Linked DNA regions of Mus musculus: regions 1, 2 and 4 are each linked to region 3. Evidence: chromatin contacts called from public Hi-C and Micro-C data. All regions are on one chromosome and are shown on one strand. Each heading gives the region's core, a stretch centred on a gene start, on an enhancer-like site or on the middle of the called end of the contact. The rest is flanking DNA. Distances are from core to core; before and after follow the strand shown. Region 1 holds the start of 9530052E02Rik (RIKEN cDNA 9530052E02 gene). Region 2 holds the start of Ing1 (inhibitor of growth family, member 1). Region 3 holds the start of Cln8 (CLN8 transmembrane ER and ERGIC protein). Region 4 holds the start of Mcph1 (microcephaly, primary autosomal recessive 1).

What was found. A called contact is a pair of places that touch in the nucleus more often than the background predicts.
Region 1: a Hi-C map of rod photoreceptor shows a contact between it and region 3, with 6 times the contacts expected there. The contact joins the promoter of 9530052E02Rik here to the promoter of Cln8 in region 3. A contact is called at or near these places in 2 of 484 Hi-C or Micro-C datasets (embryonic stem cells and rod photoreceptor).
Region 2: a contact with region 3 is called in a Hi-C map of CD8 T cells, with 7 times the contacts expected there. The contact joins the promoter of Ing1 here to the promoter of Cln8 in region 3. A contact is called at or near these places in 4 of 484 Hi-C or Micro-C datasets (CD4 T cells, CD8 T cells and erythroblasts).
Region 4: a Micro-C map of embryonic stem cells shows a contact between it and region 3, with 6 times the contacts expected there. The contact joins the promoter of Mcph1 here to the promoter of Cln8 in region 3. A contact is called at or near these places in 1 of 39 promoter capture datasets (cranial neural crest) and 1 of 484 Hi-C or Micro-C datasets (embryonic stem cells).

Annotation. Positions count from the first base shown.
Region 1 is chr8:11,006,461-11,009,313 of GRCm38.p6, forward strand. It overlaps 9530052E02Rik (RIKEN cDNA 9530052E02 gene), which reads left to right and starts at 1,390. Exons shown (of 5, transcript NR_046017.1): 1 at 1,390-1,551. Irs2 (insulin receptor substrate 2) reads right to left here and starts at 2,469. Exons shown (of 2, transcript NM_001081212.2): 1 at 1-2,469. The coding sequence starts at 1,970.
Region 2 is chr8:11,555,201-11,557,900 of GRCm38.p6, forward strand. It overlaps Ing1 (inhibitor of growth family, member 1), which reads left to right and starts at 1,257. Exons shown (of 2, transcript NM_011919.5): 1 at 1,257-1,845. The coding sequence starts at 1,710.
Region 3 is chr8:14,887,161-14,889,914 of GRCm38.p6, forward strand. Cln8 (CLN8 transmembrane ER and ERGIC protein) reads left to right here and starts at 1,376. Exons shown (of 3, transcript NM_012000.3): 1 at 1,376-1,958.
Region 4 is chr8:18,593,881-18,596,580 of GRCm38.p6, forward strand. It overlaps Mcph1 (microcephaly, primary autosomal recessive 1), which reads left to right and starts at 1,251. Exons shown (of 14, transcript NM_173189.3): 1 at 1,251-1,755. The coding sequence starts at 1,716.

The DNA.
Region 1 (2,853 bases), core at 140-2,639, 3.9 Mb before region 3:
GCTGCCCCAGGGGTCATGGGCATGTAGCCATCATCTGCCCCCAGGTTACTGCTGGAACTCTTGTGAGAACCAATCTCAATGTCTCCATAGTCCTCTGGGTAAGGGTTGTAGGCCACTTTGGGAGAGGACGCAGGGAAGGATGGGCAGAGGCGACCTGAACTACCAGAGAAGGTGGCCCTCATGAGAGTGTATTCATCTAGAGAGGCAGAGGAAGGCTGAGGTACCTGCCGCTGCCTGGCAGGCGTGGTTAGGGAATAAGTCCTCTTCCTCAGTCCTCTATCCAGGTCCTGGGCCCCATCCCCTGAGACCCTACGGTAAGGGCGGCCACAGTGGCTCAGGGGTCTATCCATGCTCATGTACCCATAGAGTTCGCCCCCACTGCCATCTCTGGCTGGCGGGGTCTCCGCTATTGACTCGGGTGTGTTGCTCCTGTGGCTACTGAAGGCTCTCAGGTCGCCAGGGCTGGAGCCATACTCGTCAAGGGACATGAAACCCGGGTCGCTGGGGGAGCCCGAGGCGGAGGCACTACCGCTGGACGGACGCTGGCCTTGGGGGTGATGCAGTGGATGAGGCAGGTGCGGGTGGGAGCCAGGTGGCAGCGGGTAGGAGCCCGAGCCGTGCCCACTGCTGGAGGACAGGCTGCCTGGGCTGGTGGCTGCAGGAGGTGAGTGCGCCACGGGCATGGACATGGAGCGGCTGTGTTGCAGGGCTCCCCCTGCCGGCGCCAGAGTCACTTTGCTCGGGCGGCCTCCGCAGCCGGCGCTCAGGGTGTGCGAGCGGCTAAGGGGCGCGCGCACCGGCCCGGGACTCAGGGGGCTCCCTGCCACCGACATCGGCCTGCCTCCTGCCGTCCCGGCCCCGCCTGCCGCGCCGCCGTCGCCCTCGCTGGCCGTACGAACCCGGCACGAAGTGCACTTGGCTGCTGGGGGGGTGGCCGCCAGGCTGTCAGTGCGCGAGCGGCGCACCAGGCCGGTCTGGCTAGGGGGTAGGTTGACTAGGTGGTGGTGGCGGCGCGCGCCCGGCACGCTGATGGGATGCGTGGCTGACGACCCGGACGACTGACTCTTGCTGCGAGGCCGGAACTCGAAGAGCTCTTTGAGTGCCTTCATAGCTTCTAGGATGGTCTCATGGATGTTCTGCGCCACCACCGAGTCGTCGGCTTGCATCCACAGCTCCCCGGGACCGGTGACGGCCGAACGGCCCACCTCGATGAAGAAGAAGCTGTCCGAGTGGCCGCAGCGGCGAATGTTCATAAGCTGCAGCGTCACCGACGGCTGTTCGCAATTGAGCTTCACGAAGCCGATGGTGCGCGCAGACAGGCATAGGCGGTATACACCAGTCAGGTTCTTGCTCTGGCCCAGTCCCTTAGGTTTCAGGTTCACCTGCCACACCTCGCGGTAGACGGCCGTGGCGGGTGTCACGAGCCCGTAGTTGTCATCGCAGCCAGCGGCGCCCGCTGAGCCGCCCAGGACGCCCGGGAGAGAGGCGCTGCAAGAGCCTCCGGTGGTGCCCGAGCCCCCCTCGCCAGAGCGGCCTTCGCTGACCAAGTCGGTGAGTGCGCGGTACCAGCCCTCCTGCTCCTGCTCGTTCTCCGCCGCTACAGCGAAGTACTCGTCCTTGGTGTAGAGGGCGATCAGGTACTTGTGCTTGGCGTCCGCGCGCTTGTTGATGTTCAGACAGCAGTCGAGCGCGATCACTCGCTTCGGCGCGCCCGCCTTGCTCCTCCACTTCTTCTCGCTCTCGTAGTACTCCAGCCGCGGAGGCTGCGGCGGCGACCCCCCAGCCGCGGATGCCTCGTCGCCGCCCGTGCCGGGGCCGCGCAACACGAAAAAGCGCTTGTGGCCGTGCTTCTGCTTGCGCAGGTAGCCGCACTTGCGCACGCTGTGGTTGTTGTTGTTGTTGTTGTTATTGAGGTTCGGGCCGTCCCCGCCCGCCGACGCGGGGGGCCCAGGCAGGGGCGCGCTAGCCATCGCCGCCGCTTCAGGTCTCTCTGCCCGGCTGGGCGAACAGGGGATGGCGAGGGCCGAGGGGCGCGGGCGGGGGCGGCTCCCCGCCACCCGTCGCCCGGCCGCCCGGCCACGCGCGCGCGTCCCCCGGGCCCAGGCGGTGGGCTAGGAGGCGCGCGCGGCTCGGTGGCGCAGGGCCCTCCGCCGCTCCGAAGGATGCTCGGTGCGGGCGATGGCCACCCCCCCGCTTCGACTGTCCGCTGCCGCTGCTTCCCGGGCTCTCGGGCGGCGCCCGGGGACTGGCTGGCTGGGTCGAGAGTCGGGGTCCCCGAGTCGCGGGGCCGAGCTTAGAACGCGCGCGGCCCGTCTGCTGCCACCGTTCTGCACTGCGCGACGACGGTCTGCGTCCGGACACTCGGGGCCCACACTGCCACTGGGGCCGCTGCTGCCGTTGCTGCCGCTGCTGCTGCTGCCACCAACGACGACCCGGGCTTGTCGCGGTCCCCGCCGCACAGTGAGTAACACATCGCGCACCGAGTGACTGAACTAAGAGCAAAACAACACGTGACTCTGCGTTACGCAGGCACACTCGCGCGGACGCCCCGCCCCGCAGCCCTGCATTGGCGCCGCGTTCCCCGACGGACAGCGAGACGGACCAATGAGCGTGAGGCACGGGGGGGGGGGGGAGGCGGACCGACACCGGGCTGCGTTTCCCGCCGTCCCCTCCCTCCCCCTCTCCGAGGCCGGGCCGGGGCTCGGCGGGGGCCGGGCCGGGCTCATTAATCAGGGGCTCGTTGTGGATGCGGGCGGGGGCGATGCCACCCAAGGCGGGAAGCCCGCCGTGGAGAAGGCGGGTGCGGGGTTTGTGCTCCCGCCTCGCGTCCCACTAACTGGCCCCAGGCTTCCG
Region 2 (2,700 bases), core at 7-2,506, 3.3 Mb before region 3:
AGCCCTGCGCACCTGAGGCCACAGCAGCGGGTCCACCGCTCTCGCCCAGGCGGCCGAGCAAGATTGAGGACCTGGGACTCAGAGGGGCGAATAGGACAGCCGCACCACAGTCCCAGCCATACAAAGGCGCGAATGTGGCGACCACAGGCCAGGCTCCGCCCCAGGGCGGTGCCTAGGCAGGAAGAGGGCGGGACCGCCGGGGCCCGTCGCCTAGGCAACCCCTCGCTCTGCCCGGGCTTTTCAGAAAGCCCTAAATCCGGCAGCTGTGGGGGAAGGGCGGGATGGGAAGCTGAAGGTTGTGCTCCCCTGCGGGAAGCACACTGCGGTGCCCGCTGCCAACTCAGTGTGACGAGGACATGGGCAGCCTCAGATGCGGCAGGGAGGGGAAGAGCTAGTTAGGATCAGAGAAGAGCTGCTCCCGCCAGCCCGCCCACCGTAGATCTCCGCGCTGAAAAGAGCACCCCTCGGGGGCCCCTTTGTCTCCAGGCCATTCTAAACCCAGCACCGGGAGGCGACACAAAGGGACGATGGGGGCGGAAGGCGCAGGCGCGTGGAGGCGCCGAGGATGCTGGGAGTGGTGGTCCCTTTGCGTGTCGATAGCTGCCCTCCCGCGCGGGTCCGCATCCATCGCCAGGGAGCTGCGCCTGCGCGTCCACTTCCGCCTCGCTCGGCTCCGCCCGCTCGTCCCTCCTGGAAGAGGACAGCTCTCTAGTACTAGGCGTGCGGGGGGCGTTGCCGATCCCACCACACCTCCTTCTCGTCCAGATTGGCCGCAGAGGTAAGAGTCGCAAGGGGATTGGCTGACGCCGTTGCCATTTCTGTTCGGGGGCCCTATTTATACCGCGCTAGGAGGCGGGGGAATGCAGTTAACCCAGCGGAGGGTGGCTCTTCTCAGGTTAGTCGGTTTGAAGGCAGCGATCTGGAGGCTCGTCCGGCCCCGGCGTGTCTCGAGGAGCAGGCTAGCACCCCGCGGTTCCCGGCCGGCGTGCGGCTCCGCCCAGTAGGTCCGCCACCGAGTGTCAAACTCCTAGTAAAGTTTCGCGTCGCCGGTCTCCCCTGCCCAGGCGACCCCGCCGCTGTCCCCTCGGCGACCCTGGCCCCCAGCGACAATGACAGGCCACGCCCCCGCGCGGGCCGGCCTCGCGGCCCGCCGCCCCCCGGCCCGGGACGGTGAGGGGCGTGAATGCGGTGGGGGCGGGGCCGCCTCCGGGAGGAGGGGTGGCGGGGCGCATGCGCGCTGCGCGCGGGGCTGAATGTTTCCCAAGTGTTTGAAACTGGTATTTGGGTTTTCCACGTTGGACAAGTGCGGCGAGGCGGGCGGCGGAGCGCGCCCTTCCCGCAGCCGGCCCCGCTCTCTCCGCTCTCCACGCTGGTGGCGGGTGGGCGGCGGTGGCCGGCCCTCTTTGGGTGTGTGCGCGCTAGTACGCACGGCCCCCCGCGCCGCCCGCCGCCCGGGAGGGGGCCTGCACGGCCGGCGGGGTGTGCGCTTGAGCTTCGGCCGCCGCGGCCCGCGCCTGCAGGCGCCGGGGTCCCCGCGGCCCCGGAGGCGGCGCGGCAGGCGCCAGATGTAGCCGCCGGCCAGCCCGGCCGGAGCGGCGGGGGGGCGCGGAAGGGCGAGAGAGCTTTGCATTTTGCAGTGCTGTTTGAGGGGGGCGGGGGGTGGAGGAAGCGGAAAGCCGCCGAATCGCCGGGGACCTCCGGGGTGAACCATGTTGAGTCCTGCCAACGGGGAGCAGATCCACCTGGTGAACTATGTGGAGGATTACCTGGACTCAATCGAGTCACTGCCTTTCGACCTGCAGAGGAACGTCTCGCTGATGCGGGAGATCGACGCCAAATACCAAGGTACGGCGGGTGATGGATGGGCGGGGGCGGCCGCGTCCATCCCTGGGTCCCGGCGGCGAGGCTGACCGGTCCTGCTGGAGCCGGAGCGCCCGGTAGCGTCCTCGGAGGGCTAGGAACAAAAGGTCTGGAGCGCCTTTGATACGCCGAGGTCCTTGTGTACCGAGCTCCGGGACATGGAGAAGGAAGGAGCGCGAACGGCTGGCTGCAAGGCTGCGCGACCAAAGCGCTCTTTGTAGTGAAGTGATGAGGCGGTGCTGCGGGGGAGGGGGCGCGGGGCTCGGCCGCGTCCTCGGGGAGGGGGTGAAGGCGGCCGCGCGAGGTGGAGTGCTATGCGGGCGCCGCGGCCGTAGGGCGCGGGCACCGGGCTAGAGAGAGGGCTGCGGGCCGTACTCCGGCGGAGCTGAGTGCGGGTCCGGAGAGTCGCCGCCTCCCGCCAGGTTCTGGTTCTAAGTGTTACATAAAGTACTGGGCAGTCCTGACTCGGGGTCGCGCGATCGCCCAGGCCCTGCTCTCCTGGGCCCTCTCTTGGCTCTGGACAGGGCTCCGGGCCGACTGCGAGGGGCGCCGGCGCGGTGTGTCTTGGGGAGGAAGAGGGTGAAAGGGAGGATCGCAGCCGACTAGGTGTACGACTGCGCTGCGATCGGTGGACGCGAGCTGGGCTCTGGCTGGAGAGGAGCGGGGCAGGTGAGGGACCTGCAGCCCACCCGAAGACCCGGGCTGCCCAGAGTGGCGAAGAGGCGGAGCCTGCGTGCCCGCCGGGAACTGTTGGCTGTTGGGGAAACTTTGCTGTGAGGTCAGGGGGCTCTGTTTTGAACGTGGATGGCCGCTCGGAGTTTACTCTTGTTTACAGAACTG
Region 3 (2,754 bases), core at 126-2,625:
GACTAACAGTCGAGGTCATAGTGCCTGGGACAGGCAACTGTAACATCTGGATGGATGAGTGAGCTGTGTGGTGTGGGAACCTGACACAAGAGAGGCTTAAGGAGGGCTTAGAGGAGACATCCAGCCAGGCTGGCCAGATGGAAACAGTGCCTGGGGTGCAAACTTGCAGGTGATGATGCAGGAACTGCGGTCAGATAGGAAAGGTGTGTTTGTAAACAGTCTAACCCAGGCTGACCTTAAAATCAACTCCTTCCCTGAAGATGACCTTTAACCCCTGACCTTCCTATCTCCACCTGGCCAAAGGTCAGTATTACTAAACGCTGTTTACACACCCAGATCTCTCTTGTTATTTTGACACAGGGTTTCAAGCAGCTTAGGGTGGTCTTGAAACTATGTTATTGCTCATACCAGCCAAGTGGAAAAACTAAGGTGCCAACCATGGACTCTGGGGTGCACCAAATATTGATGAAACCTCAGGAAAATAACAGAACTTGAACGTCGGTGTAAAATCTTTGCTGTAAAGGGACCCTTATCACAAGTCACAGGGGCACAGGGCTGAAGTCACAGCTCATTAGCCATTCTATCCATCTTGTGTGATGTTTCTCAAAGGTATTTCTGCAGGTGGCCTGGTTAACTATGTTGCAATTCCTGGGTGTTCAGAGACAATATCAGAACCAGGAGGGTGGGTATGTACAGGACGCTATTCCTTCTAGTCTTTTAAACCAGCTATCTTGTTAATTATCAAGATATGGTATGATAAAGGGCTCTAGGGAGGACTCTGTTATGTGGCCACCTGTCTGCAATCCAGGGTAGGGTGGGCAATTGCCCTGTCTAGATAAGGGCCAGGCAATTGCAAGCACCTGACTAGCAGACATTGCACAAGGAGTGCTGAGGCCAGACGTGAATCCCGAGCCAGGTTGGTTTTCCTGCTATGCTAGGTAGATGAGGGTACTAAGTGCTGATTATCTGCTCAGAGAGAGGGGACTGATTCCGCACCTCTCACCGCTACCCTACCAGCCCCGCTTGGTTAGTAGGTACATGGAATGGGTCGGGAGGTCTTTGCTCTTCTCATAATGCTGGCTCTGAATTAGCTTCGGCTCTTAGCAGGAGCACAGGGTAGCTCTGCACACGCCTCACAGCCACCTTTTCCTAAGGGACCGTAAGCCCGAACTGTACTTGTGCAGACAGGAGCTGGTTACCACCGCCTGGAAGACAATGCTGCTGTAGCAAGGGACACAGTGCGGTCCATTTTGTCGGCCTGAGCAAGTTTTTCGACTCCATGCAGTCGCCTGGAGCTCTGGCAGCACCAACCAGGAGACGCGTGCGCTTGCGTTTCACCTCTGCGCTCTGACGTCAGAGGCCTTAGGGACTTAGGAAAGAGGGAAGGGACAGGGAGTGAAGGGGTGTACGTAGGAGGGTCTTGGGGGACGGTCCACACAGAGGATCGTGGAAGGTCAGTTGGGGTGGGGGTTGAGGAATTCCTCCACTGATCCCTCCGTACCACTCTTAAGGTCCCAGCACCAACTTGAGCTACGATAGTCAAATCTAGCATAGCGCGCTGCGAACTGTGTAGCCTGCTCCAGGCACCCCCATGGCGCTGGATGGGATGATCCTACCCCAACTCGTGCCCCCCGAGTCTACCTTGGTAGCGTCCTAGGGAGGCGAGGCTTAGGGCTTCAGCAGTGCGCGTGCGCAGTGGATAGTGTTTGCTCAGCGCGCGACACTGTCGTGGGTGATTTCTCCGGTGCTAGGGGCGGGATGGCCTGAAAGCGGGGTGCCCAGCTGAGGCGGGGACACAGATGGGCGTGGGGCCCTAGTCTCCAGTGCCACTCAGCGACCGGTATTCTATCTGGCTCCGGTCACGAGGTGTGTCTACGGCTCAGGAGCTCCTGGGACAGCGAGTCTAAGCAGCTGATGGACCAAGAGGCGGCGCCCCCCTTCTGCTCACCTGAATGCAGGTGAGACGTGAAGGGCACCCTGTATACACCTGCCTGCAGCAGCGCAGTCTTTGCTTGGCCACCCGAGGAGGAAGCATTCCATTTGGTGTATAGGTCCTGGGCCACCGTGGGCGCGGGTGGACGATTCAGACTGGGTCCGACTGGATAGGTCGACCTGGGTCGCAAGAGAACTTGGGGCAGCAAAGTGATGGACCACGGTCGCTGGGCTAGGTCTGTACAGTGCTAGGGGATGAGGAACTTGAGTGTGGATCATCATGGGACCAGAGGGTGAAAGGCGATGTTGGTCAGATCTCCGCGAGGTAGGACTGGGTGGTGTCAGCACTTAGTGAAGGGGAGCGGGAATAGGAAGGACCCCTAGCTCTCAGCACACCGTGGGAGGTCCTGGGGCTAGGGTGCTGCTGCCTTAGAAAAGGGTGCCTAAGCCCTTTTAGAAGGCTTTCAGAGTCGTCGGAATGACAGAGTAGGTGGCTGCTCCTAAGTACTGTTTGAATTCATGTCGGTATCGATATTTGTTTTCTGACCGTGTTTATGTATGAAATCTGTAGCTATACACTGGACTTGTTCCCGTGTTTTGTATTTTTTTATTTAAACTTTTCTCTAGGAAGAGTGGGAAAGGCTATGATTAAGGAAACCTCAGATATTCTGAAAATATGAGATTCCACTACACCCACCCAAGCTCTGGTAGACCCGCCCTAGCCTCTAGGTGCTAGTTGTTATGGAAACAAAGCTCCTAGACCTTGAAAGCTCTCCCTGTGCTATTCAGGACCGAATCTCTTCGGATAGTGAGAATCTGGAG
Region 4 (2,700 bases), core at 1-2,500, 3.7 Mb after region 3:
GAGAACCAAGCCATGGTTCTGATTCTGTGTTCCCTTCTCAGGAATCCTAGTCCTGCTCTTACTGCCTGTATAAAGTGAGAGCATACAGCCGAGGGGAGGGTTATTTAGATCGGAGGGAGAGTTCAGCCTGAGGCATCTGGAAAAGTCCACAGAAGGGAGAGAAAGCTCTCTATCGGACTTGGCCAGCAGGGTAGGTCAGGCCATGAGAGGAGTGGGCACTGGGAAGAAAGGTGGAAGAGAAGAGAGAAAAGCAAAAGAGAGGACAGAGGGTGGGGTAGGGAAAGGGGGAGGAGCAGGGGGAGGGGAGGGGGGAGAGAGAGAGGGTCAGTAGGACTAAGTACCAGCCTGAAATGGCGGGGTTATATAGGAATGAGAAGCTTGGGGAACTGAAGCCCAAGAGCTGGAGAAGTTTAGAGCAGGAGGTGGGTTGAGAAACGCTAAAAGGAGCCACAGGTACCACGTAAGCCTGGAGGCCAGCAGACACTGTGGTATGTTACTGGGCACCTTAAGCAGCCATTTTGTCTTGAGTTTCTCTTTGCACTGCCTAGTGAAAGCTCTCCCACTGTGTTAGTGAAGATGCTTCAATTCGTGAATTCCCATTAACAGCTCATCACTCGGAATTTGGCTTTTTAAAATTATATATATTATATATTTTAATATGTACATTTAAAATAATTTTGAAATATATATATATGTATATGTGTGTGTATATCTATATAAATTATCTTTTTTTTTTTTTTTTAAAGCCAAATTGCTGGGCCAGTCTGTAATCCTAGCTCTTGGGGAAGGCTGAGTCGGGAGAAGGGCTGAGTGTTGTGAGCTAGAAACCAAGGCCATCTCTCTAAACACCCAACCAGGAGCTAAGGAGATGGCTCAGTGGTTAAGAACATTTGCTCTAGCAGAGGACCCGAATTTGGTCCCTGGCTCCCTTATGGTGGCACATAACCATGTGTAATTGGATCTGACGCCCTCTAGTGACCTCCACTGGCACCAGGCACGCACGTGGTGCAAATATGTACAAGCAGGCAAAGTACTCACACGTGTAACAAATAAATACAAAACCCAAAACAACCTGTCTGTCCAAACCAGTTGGGTGGTTTTTTTGTTTTTGTTTTTAACGCCCGGCGCTTAAGGCGACGAAAGGATACTGTTATCTACAGAAGAGCAGGCACTCCCTGGCTTCCGTCCTCCCTAGGCGGCTCCGTCCTCCTCCCTCTCCCGGCAGCCCTTGCGCGGGGAGGCGGGCCCGCGTCCGACCCGCCCCCTCGCAGACTCGCGGGCGGGAGGTTTGAAGACCCAGAGGGCCCGCGGACGCTGCAGCAGTCCCGCTCGCGCTCCAGGGTGCAGGGCTGAGGCAGGGCCCACGGGTGGGTCCCCTCCCCGGTCACCGAGCGCTGCGCAACGAGGACGAGCGAACCCTGCGGGGACAAGCGACCGCGGCGCTGACCTGCGCCCTGAAGCCGCGGTGCGGCGGGCTGACTCCTGCCAGGTCGCCGGAGAGCTTCAGGGCCGCCCGTGAGCGATCAGGTCTCGGCTGTCGTGTGTCACTGAGCCGGGCGCTCTCGGCGAGGGAAGGGAACCCGGAGCCCTTGCGCACACACACACACACCCCTAAGCCTGACGCGGCGAGCCCAGGGGGCACGGCCTGCGCATGCGCACCCCTCTGCCTTCCTGCCGGCGCACGCTCGGTCCCGCAGCTTCAAGCTGGTCGGGTCATGGAGGCCTCGGGAGGCGTTGGGGGCGCCTTTCTGAAAGGTGAGGAGACACGCCCAGTAGGGAGGGGGCTGGGGTCTAGGCTCCCAGCGCCTGGTTGTCTTGCCTGGGCCGCCGGGATCGGCTCCCAGGCCAGGTCCCATCCCATCTCAGGGCTCCCTACGCCCGAGGTCCTCTCACATCCTAGGTTCCCTCACACCCGGAGTCCCCTCACTCAGGATCCCGACCACCTGTGTGGACACCCCACATACATTCACCCTGTGACCTTCATCGACCCCTATGTGTTCCCCAATCCCCCCACCCCACCCCGGTGCAGGCTGAGCCCTGGAGAGCTGGCGGGAGGATAGGCTCCTGTCTTAGCTTTCTGGGATCCTCTTGCCTCTATGGCCTCTGCAGTTGTGGGATCAGGAAAAGTAAGAATTTGGTAATAGTGTGATGGCCTCTGGAGGGTCCTACCTGAGTAGAGCTGCCTGACACTTGTGGAGCTCACCTTTTTTTTTGTTGTTGTTGTATTTTTGTCGTGCTAACACGTGCTCAGAACATGGGACCCTGGGTGAGGAGATTCCAAGTATAAATATATTTTATATATTTATATATTATATTTATTATAGCTATGTGTTTATTATATTTATATCATATATGTGTATATATATTTAAATTTTTATTTATTATTTTAGAAAGCAAGTTTGCCTCCAACTTGCTATGTAGCTGAGGCTGACTTATCTCTGTTTTTTAATTTGGTTTGGGGGTGTGGGGTGGGGGTGTGGGCTTGCTTGTGTAACAAAGTTTCTCTTGTGGCTCTAGCCTTCCTGGACCTGGAAACTCTGTCTCAGTCTGTAGACCAGGCTGACCTCAGAGATCTGCCTACCTCTGCCTCTCAAATACTGGTTTTAAAGGGATACACCACCACCACATGCTTTGGCGTAGAACTCTTGCCTCTACTTTATAATCACTATGTGCTAAGATACCCAACTTCATATAAATAAT